Linked DNA regions of Zea mays: region 1 is linked to region 2. A link is a contact called in public Hi-C data. All regions are on one chromosome and are shown on one strand. Each heading gives the region's core, a stretch centred on a gene start, on an enhancer-like site or on the middle of the called end of the contact. The rest is flanking DNA. Distances are from core to core; before and after follow the strand shown.

Evidence for each region. A called contact is a pair of places that touch in the nucleus more often than the background predicts.
Region 1: a Hi-C map of endosperm shows a contact between it and region 2, with 2.2 times the contacts expected there. The contact joins the promoter of LOC100273808 here to the promoter of LOC103654587 in region 2. A contact is called at or near these places in 2 of 25 Hi-C or Micro-C datasets (bundle sheath and endosperm).

What each region holds. Positions count from the first base shown.
Region 1 is chr4:215,836,003-215,840,912 of Zm-B73-REFERENCE-NAM-5.0, reverse strand. LOC100273808 (putative protein kinase superfamily protein) reads right to left here and starts at 2,182. Exons shown (of 7, transcript NM_001148209.2): 1 at 2,045-2,182.
Region 2 is chr4:215,482,528-215,487,683 of Zm-B73-REFERENCE-NAM-5.0, reverse strand. LOC103654587 (probable NAD kinase 2, chloroplastic) reads right to left here and starts at 1,965. Exons shown (of 8, transcript XM_008681429.3): 1 at 1,257-1,965; 2 at 1-870. The coding sequence starts at 1,427.

The sequences.
Region 1 (4,910 bases), core at 933-3,432, 350 kb before region 2:
CAAAAGACAACACCTTCAAGAAGGTGCAACACCAATTGGTGGTGCTATTGTCGGCCCACAAATAGACAGTGTTTTCACACAATGAAACTATCATATAGGACAGAGTGGACGTCTCCTAAGAGGAAGCGACATCTACAATTGTCGCCATCTAGGATTTCGCCCTGACCACAACCATCCTAGCTTTGTCGGCCAAAATAGAGCACCTGATAGCACGATCATAGCAGAGGGGAGGCAGAGAAACCAATGATTCACATCTAGTCGAGTTGGACCATCGTCGGCAAACCATCAGTCATAATAGCAACGACGAGGATGACAACTCTTGAGCCTCCAAGTCGCCACAGCCCATGCAACCACATGTTGCTACTCCACTATAGATCACACAGCCATTGCGCCCTCCATAGCATGTGCGGCCCCTATGCTGTTGTGCCACTGCCACCTGCTCACTTTCACTACCCACGGCCTCATTGCCACCATTGCCCATGTGTGGGTTTCGTGTCTTCGCCATGCCAACTTCGCACCGCCACCACGTGCTCTCAATCACCTCTGTGTTGGTGTTGTTCCTGGCCTCGCCGCACCATTGCCACGCCACCGCAGCACACGCACTGCCTACCGCCTCCACCACTCACGCACACCCACCACAAATCATGCACGGCCTTCACATCATGGTCGCACGATCGTTGCACACACATGGCCTTCGTGCAGGCACTGCGCTCGCACGACATTCTAGTCGTCGATGTGCATGCGTGGCCTCCCGCCGCCTCCACGCAACTGCCACCACACCTGAGTCAGCCACAAGCTCCTCTAGGACCGCCTCTTCACGGTCGTCACTCGAAAGCACATCTCCGACAAACGATTCCGATCTGAGTTGAACAGATCTGGTTGTTAGACTCTAGACCGTCGTCCCCCGGTGTGAATCCATCATGTTGCGCTCTCGTCATCGACATCAGCAAGTGCAAACTAAACTATTGTGCAAATCCTCGCGCAAGTCACCGCAGAGGTTGTCACGCCGCGCTCACCTTACCCGTGCCGCCACCAAAGCATAACACGCCTATGCCGCCACCTAGTGCCATGGAACATGACCACGTTCCCCAAGCTAGATAATTAACTCTTTGCCATCCTTACGGATGTCAACTCTCCAAATGCCAGTTTTAGATTGTCCATAACACATTGCCAACGAATTTTGAAATACGCCACAGTTTTGCCACTTTCGCCTATGTGACTCAACACACCCGCGCACCACGTCCTTTCCAGCATGGATTACCAGGGGAAAAGTCTCTTACCCTAGCTTGACATAGCGCTCCCGAGTGCAAGTGCACCGGGCTATCGTCGGGGCTCTCGGACAGAGATAGTGTCGACGCCGGCGAGATCGTCGTGCACCAAACTGGGAACTCGTCGAGGATGACTGACACGGCATCCAGAACATACAGGGTCCTAACTTGAAGATTAACACCCCTAAGCTAAGTAGAGGAGAGTCAAGCGAGGTTAGGGGTGGTAATGGATCGCGATCCAAATGTTTCTTCATAAATTATTGGGGCCCTAAAAATATTTTAGTTCAAAAATTAATAGAAATAGAGTCCAATCTTACTATCCTTAAATTTTATAGTGCAAAATTTAAAGCTCATTGTCAGTGGAGCAAAGGAGACTTTTCCGTGCTAATCCACGCTGGCGTCCACAACGAAGGATCGGATCGAGGACTACCGGATCCGGCGTCACCGGATCTGCCACCACCGGGCCGAACCACGAGAGCACCCGCCACTCAAAAGTCAGCCACCACCGACGTCGCTACCATGGTGACAAGCCTGATGGCGAGCGTGGGGAGAGAGCCCGTGGGAAAGAGGCCCCGCCGCCACCTTCATTGCCGCCAGGCGGACCTCCGCCAGCGAGCTCGGACGGCGGCGAGGGGAGGGAGATGAGGAGCGAGAGGGTTGGTGGCGGCGTTGCGGGAACCGCCCGTGCCGTCCCTCACGACGACGCGGGGGGCTGTAGAATGAATTATTGATTGGCTACCAACTCATATTATGCGTCGAGAAGATCTACTACTAACCTGGACAGATTAAGCATGCCTGCGCCGGATCGGAGGGTTATCTTCCCCAGCTGGATGAAGATGGAAGGGCGAAGGCCGCAGTGTCTCACTGGGTTTCCATCGAAACCGTTGACCCGAAGATTAAGCATGCCGGAACTGGATCGGAGGGATATCTTTCCGAGCTGTATGGAGGCGGCGTATGAATATGATGGCCCAGCAGGCAAGTAGGCTCCACTAGAATAAAGATGCCTTGTAGTGGTTTGACCAACACCAGTACAAAATGGATTTAAGAGGTCTGTATTTTTTTTACTGGAAAATTTTGTTCGGTGGATCGTGAGGATAAGAAAATATAGCTAAGGGTTTGTTTGGAAGAAGATTGAAGGGCTCAGAGCAACTCTAAAAGGATGTTAAGAATTTTATCCCAAAAACTGATTATTAAAAGTAGGCTAAAAAGTTTTAAGAGTGAATTATGATGGGTACTCTAACAGTTTATCTAAATATAACATGTAGCGGAATCTATACAGTCATCGGGAGGTTATGGATGATCCGATACGTTGAAGAATGGATTGGGAAGAGAGAATACACCAAAATATGAGTGAGAGGAGGCTGCGGATGTAGGACGCGAATTTTTTTGGAAGAACGAGGGAGTTGTTTGACCAAGAAAAACCTTAGTTTACACGTTCTTTTGAAGTTGCTGTTAAAGGGCTAATTCTCTTGCTAATCTACTCTATTTGCTCTCAAACAAGCCAAAAGAACTCCGTTAATCCCATTGAGAGATGCAACTTTAACTGCAAAGAGCATTCTCAGACACATTTGGAGTTAACGGTGTGAATGCAGTCCTCCACCATTAGCCCTAGAAGAGGAAGGCATCACGTGAACGTGCGACGAACATCTCGCGCGACACGTAGATCGTGTAAAACAGATGATTTATACAGTAGATTACATTGTAAAATTTAAAATAGAAATAAGATAGCTAGAGACAGGCAGATTTGCACCTCATAACTGACAACGACCACGCGAGGGCAAGCAACTCATCTAGAGCCGGCACACGAGGGACACGTGGAAGGCTAGCGCATGGGTGGCTACATGCTAGCGGGTTGATGTCCACGTCATTCATGGCCAGCAGTGACCTGATCGGAAACCACTTGTTTTCGGTAAAATTTCTCGTTACCTTTAACTAGACGAGAATGGTTTTCCGAGACAGTTTATAAAAAGTTTTAAAAAAATCGCTCGAAATTCAAAAAATGAGAAATATAAAAATCAAAAGAAAAAATACGGTAAAACATACATGTTTTTCTTAGTAACCTGATATATCTCATATTTAGGTTTTATTTTGTAAAATATAATCAATATTTTTTATAGAAACAACAAATTCCATCGAAAACATGGTCATGGCCTTCACCAAACCCGGCGGCCTGGCCACGACGGTGACTGCACGCCCCACGGCTGAGGTCCGCCGACGCGGTCCATGCCCAAGTCGCCCGACGCCCTAATTCAACCGCAGGTAGGTGCTACGTGAACCGCAGAATATGGTGAATATGAAAGGGTGGTTCTCACCGACGACAGAGGCACGGACGACGCTGCCCACGCGCGCGGGTCGATCCGCTGTGGGTATGCTACTCCGGCGAGCAATTCAGTCGAAGCAAGGGGGGCCCAATCCGCCCAACGACGCCACAGAAGCCTCCGCTAGTATAGGGTGAGTCACCCATACCCCTCACAGGACCCCGAATGGTGGTAAATACAACCGGCCATAACAGTGGCGAGCTCCATCCTTTTTGCGACTCGGTAATGGTGGCTCACAGTGTGGTTCTCTGCGAGACCCGGCCCTCGGCGTGCGCGTCACGCGAGCGGGTCCCAAGGAGACGATGCACACACTTTATAGCCCGAGGGATGCCTGCGAACCGAGGCTCGTGCGATTCAGTTGGAGATCGAGTCCGTGCCGAGAAGGGAACAGGCATGGCGAGCTCCCAGGCGCCATCCGCGACGAGGAGTTCGGCCCCGGCTCGACAACCCTGGGAAGAAGGAAGACCCGACTTGACTAGTTGGGTCCACACGCCAATGGGTGGAGGGGAACGCGGTCACAGCGCCCCGGCTTGCATGCGCACACGGCATCGTTTGACGAACGGGCCTGCATCACCAGCGAGAGCGAGTGAGGAGCAGCCAACAGACGGGATGACCCCACATATTGGCCCGGATGTAGGGCTGGAGTTAGATGATGGGCCGGGAGGTGGAAAAAGGGGCAGGTCTGCTGGGCCGGATGAGGGTTTCAGCCCAGAGAGCACCTGACTCCATTTTTACATTTTTTCAATTTATTTTCATATTTCTATTTTGAATACACAATTAAATCTGAATTCAAAATTCAAGTTCATATGCACAAGTACAACAAAACTCCAGCATGTGATGTAATTATTGTTTTACCAATTATCTTCCCTATTATTTGTGAAATTATTTCAAATATGCAATGCACACATGAAATGTTTATTTTTAAGAAAATATTGTTTTAAGTATTAAAGTTAAAATTTCATTTAGAGGTGAATATTCATTACTTGATTATTTTAGGAGAGAGCAATGTATATTTGCTTTCTATCATGAGTTACTTTAACACGCAAAAAAATATTTTATATATAGCCTTAGAAGGGTGGTAATCCATTCCAATAAATTGAAGCTATTCTCATTGTTTCTTGAAATTTACAAACTGAATTCCTATTTTATTTTAACTAATATTGTTTTAATGTTCCTACTTATTTTTAGAAAAGGGTGGTTTCCAAAGTATAAGTATTACTAAGGGACACTTTAATTTGATTATTTTTGGAAAAATCTTACTAAACCCAAAATCGGATTTTGGGTGTTACAAATTCTACCCCCCTTAACAGAAATCTCATCCTCG
Region 2 (5,156 bases), core at 716-3,215:
AGACGTCCTAGAAACACCTTCTTTGCTGTAGAGATAAATGGGCTTCTTTGCGCCATCTGACACAAGAGCTGCAAATTGCTGAACCTGTTCAGCTGATGGTGCAGTTCCAATCTCAACTGGCATATTCACCACCTCTATCTTCCCAGATGAGACAGCTTCCTGAACTGCTGAAAGGTACAAATCATCTTTAACATCTTCTTCCCGGAGATCAACAATAGTTTTGAATCCCTTTCCAAGTAGCCATGCCAGTCCCTCCTCACTGACTTGTCCTCCCCTCCAAAATGCAACCTCTAGCTCATCCATTCCTGAATCATCTGACACAATCGAAAGGTACACTGGAAACCAATTTGCAAACAATGTCGGACATGGATAACCATCAGCCCTCGGGAAACCTGCATCATAACAAGTGTTCTTTAATCTCTGCAGCTTCCTCCATATGTCCAACCCCCTAGGTTCACTTGGCACAAGGTAGCTTGCAAGCGCCACCTGCATACTCTCACAGCAACGCTTCATGTCTCCACGGAACAAGGCGAGCGGTGGGATCCTATCAGCAGTGCTGTCCTCAGATCCCTGGAAGGCACTTGCAACACCTGATCTCCCTGAGAGCACCTCATTCCTTCCCCGGTTCAGCAACGCCAGCATGCAGCCAAGGACGGCAGCAACCTTGTCTTCCAGCACCGGCAGATCCTCTGATTCAACATCATAGCGTACAGGGCACTCTCCTGTCTCTGGATCACAGAGTGCTGACATGACTGCAGTATGGAGCTGCTCGGCAGCACGGAATATGCGGCAGTAGGCCTCAATCTCTGCGATGTCACCTGGCACCGGACCGATCCACAACAACTGGGAGAGGTCCCTTGTGTGAAAATTCTACAAAAAACCATTTGATCCATCAAATACAGCATCATCGTCTCAATCATGACAAATGGAAGTAGGAACATATTCAATACAAAATTGACATGGAGCTATCGATGCAAGCGAACAACAAAGCAAATACAAGCTCCTGTCTAGCATCATATCGCACTGCAGGACAAAACTTCCCCCAAGAATCAGGATAAACTACTTGATGAGCAAGTACAGGACAACAGCCATATTTCCTACAGAACTACGACAGCTACTAATGAATGGTGTCGAATTAGAGGCTGCCAAAACCCCAGAAGCGCGTTCGGAGCTGCTGCCTAACAGTTCGACGAATTGCTCCTTGCTCCCCAACTGTGCGGCCAAACGGTCAAAAACGGGGAAGGAGGCCAACCAACCTGAGAATCGAGCCCGATCCGGGAACCGAAGGATGAGGCCCGCGCGGAGACGCCATGGCGCACCGCCCCAACCGCCGCCGATCGCCACAACCACCTGCCGGCGACTCGCACCCCAGCGACAGACGCAACCGGGAGCTTGGCGGGCCCGTGGGGCGCGCAGAAGTCGAGCATCAAGCCAAGCGCGGCGTGCTCACGCGGCGCCGGCGGCGGGGAGGAGGGGTCAGGGCCAAGAAAGACCGGAGCTTTGCGCGGGGGCAGCTACGAGCTTTCCTCAAGGAAGCGCGGCGGCGTCGCTGTCGAGGAGTATGTTGTCCCGGTGAGCGCCCCGATGGCATCCACAGGAAGGGGAAGCGAGGGCCTAGAGATCAGAATTGACTGGATTGTCACAGTTGGTTCGTGAAAAAAGCCGTGGCGTTTGAGGGAGGAGCAATGGCATGTCGAAAACAAGGGGTGAAATGGAAAACACAATAAACACGGTACACGAAAAAGGTTCGGAAACAAATATGGCTGGAAAAAGGGGAGACGGAGAAAAGAGGTGAAAATGGAACCATGAGATCTTCTTTTTCTGAAATTGACGTTCTTGGACGGTTGCTAAACGGATGAGGTTTGAGTCATGTCAATACTAATTGTGGACTGTTGGGGGTCTTTTTCTATATCGAAGATCCTTAAGGAGAAATTATTTGTATGCAATAATACTAAATACTGAATCTACAATAAACATGTGTAAAGCGCCAAAGAATGCAACTTCCGTATAAGGTGGTTACGAAGGTCAAAACACGATGTTGAGCCGAAAAGGAAAAGACTAGTTAATCTCTGATGTTTTATATTAGAATTTTGTGTATATATCAGGGTCATAAACGTACTTTTGCTTGGACTGCGTCCCTTACTATAAATAGATGAACAGTATCTCATATTGTTCACGTCAGAATTAAGATTGCTTCTCATTTTCTCCTTAGAGCAAGCCGAATCTATCAATGTAATAAACATATATATAAATATACATATCTTATATCACTTTGATAATATACGATATAAAACTTCAATGTTATTTAATGTTTAATGTGATATAAATAATTATTATAAGGTTACATTTGAAAATACATTTTTGTATTTGTGAATGATGAAGACTTGTTCTTCGTAACCTTCGTTCGAGAATCATCAAACCCAAAAGGATTTGATGCTTCGAAGGACAAAGGTCTTTTTTATATAATATTTATATTGCCTTGTTTTATTATTTAGCAATCATAAACAAGAGACCAGCATTGTTGTCCACCTCCACTGAACTCACTTCAACGACCACGACAATGGCTTCGCAAGGTGATCAAGCTGCGTCAACTTCGGCCACGAAGCTAGTGTTCCCAATCACAGGTGGTTCAAGCTCCGAACCAGCCAATAAGAAGCAAAAGAAGGAAGCACAGATAATAGTACAACATGTTGGAGTACAAGTGAAAGGGAAATGTGTCCTTGGGCCATTTCTAAGTGTTTTGGTGATTTAGTGTCCAACACAAGTGCCTAAATGTCAAATGGTGGACAAAGTACAAATCAAGTATAAAGGTATGTTTCTCAGACTTAGTACATTATTTTAGAGACTAATGCATTGTGTCTAAGTGCTGGAAACAGGAGAAATCGAATTGGAGAAGAGATGGCCTTGTTCAGCCAAAGCCAGCTCTGTCTGGGTGCACCGGACAGTGTCCGGTGCGCCAGACTGGCTCAGGCGAACTTGCTGCTCTCGGGAAGAAATTAACGGCGTACGACTATAATTTACCGGACTGTCCGGTGTGCACCGGACAGTGTCCGGTGAGCCAACGGTCGCCGGGCCAACGGTCGCCGGGCCAACGGTCGGCCGCTTAATCCGGGCGCGACGCGTGGCCGAGCCAACGGCTAGAAGGGGGCACCGGACTGTCTGGTGTGCACCAGACAGTGTCCGGTGCGCCAACGGCTCCAAGGCGCCAACGGTCGGCTTCGCCAAATAAGGAAAGAGATTCGCACCGGACAGTGTCCGGTGGTGCACCGGACTGTCCGGTGCGCCAGGCGACAGAAGGCAAGAATTGCCTTCCCAGATTGCTCTCAACGGCTCCTAGCTGCCTTGGGGCTATAAAAGGGACCCCTAGGCGCATGGAGGAGATACACCAAGCATTCCTAAGTACTAAGACATCAATTCCGCGATCTTGATTCCTTGCGATAACAATTAGAGCTCTAGTTGAGTTGTGAACTCATTGAGTCCTGTTGTGAGCTCTTGTTGCGACTTGTGTGAGTGGTGTTGTTGTGATTTCTTGTCTTGAGTGTGTTGCTCATCCCTCCCTTACTCTGTGCTTCTTTGTGAATTTCAAGTGTAAGGGCGAGAGGCTCCAAAGTGTGGAGATTCCTCGCAAACGGGATATAGTAAAGCAAGCAAAACACCGTGGTATTCAAGTGAGTCTTTGGACCGCTTGAGAGGGGTTGCTTGCAACCCTCGTCCGTCGGGACGCCACAACGTGGAGTAGGCAAGCGTTGGTCTTGGCCGAACCACGGGATAAACCACTGTGCCATCTCTGTGATTGATCTCTTGTGGTTATTGTGTTTTGTTGAGACTCCTCTCTAGCCACTTGGCATTATTGTACTAACGCCTAATCAAGTTTTTGTGGATTAAGTTTCAAGTTTCACAGGATCACCTATTCACCCCCCGTCTAGGTGCTCTCAATTGGTATCGGAGCCGTTCTCTTCAAGAAAGGGACTAATCGCCCGAAGAGATGGATTCTAAGGGAAAGGGGATTGTGATCAACGATAAGGAGAAGGAGTCCTTCGTCAACGAGCCGAAGGATGACAAGCCTACCGACTCAGGCTCGGGCCACAAACGCAAAGATGGGAAGAAGAAGAAGACAAGACGCATCAAGGAGATCGTCTACTACGACGACAGCGATGAGTCCACCTCTTCCCAAAAGGACAACGACGACAACGACTACGACAAAAGAAAGACGGTTAATTCGAACTTTTCTTTCGATTACTCTCGTATTCCGCATAGCTCAAATGCACATTTGCTTTCCATCCCTCTTGGCAAACCTCCACACTTTGATGGGGAGGACTACGGATTTTGGAGTCACAAGATGCGTAGTCACCTGTTCTCTCTCCATCCAAGTATATGGGAGATTGTTGAGAATGGAATGAAATTTGATAGCTCGGATAGTCCTATATTTATTAATGAACAGATTCATAAAAATGCACAAGCTACTACTGTGTTGTTAGCCTCTTTGTGCAGGGACGAGTACCATAAGGTGAGCGGCTTGGACAATGCCAAGCAGATCTGGGACACCCTCAAGATCTCTCATGAGGGGAACGACGTCACCTTACTCACCAAGATGGAGTTGGTAGAGGGCGAGCTCGGGAGATTTGCAATGATAAGGGGCGAGGAGCCAACCCAAACATACAACCGGCTCAAGACCCTCATCAACAAAATAAGGAGCTACGGAAGCACGCGATGGACGGACCACGACGTCGTTCGCCTAATGCTAAGGTCCTTTACTGTACTTGATCCACATCTGGTGAACAATATTCGTGAAAATCCTAGGTACACCAAGATGTCGCCCGAAGAAGTTCTTGGGAAGTTCGTGAGCGGGCGAATGATGATCAAGGAGGCGAGATACGTGGACGATGCATTGAATGGTCAAATCAATGAGCCTCAACCCTTTGCTCTTAAAGCAACAAGAAGCAAGGAAGCGCTACCTAGCAAGGTGGCACAAGTTGAGGCGGCAGGGCTAAATGATGAAGAGATGGCTCTCATCATCAAGCGCTTCAAGATGGCGCTAAAGGGTCACAAGGGACAGCCAAGCAAGACCAAGACAAAGGGGAAGCGCTCATGCTTCAAGTGTGGTAAGATTGGTCATTTTATTGCTAACTGCCCCGATAATGATAGTGACCAGGAAC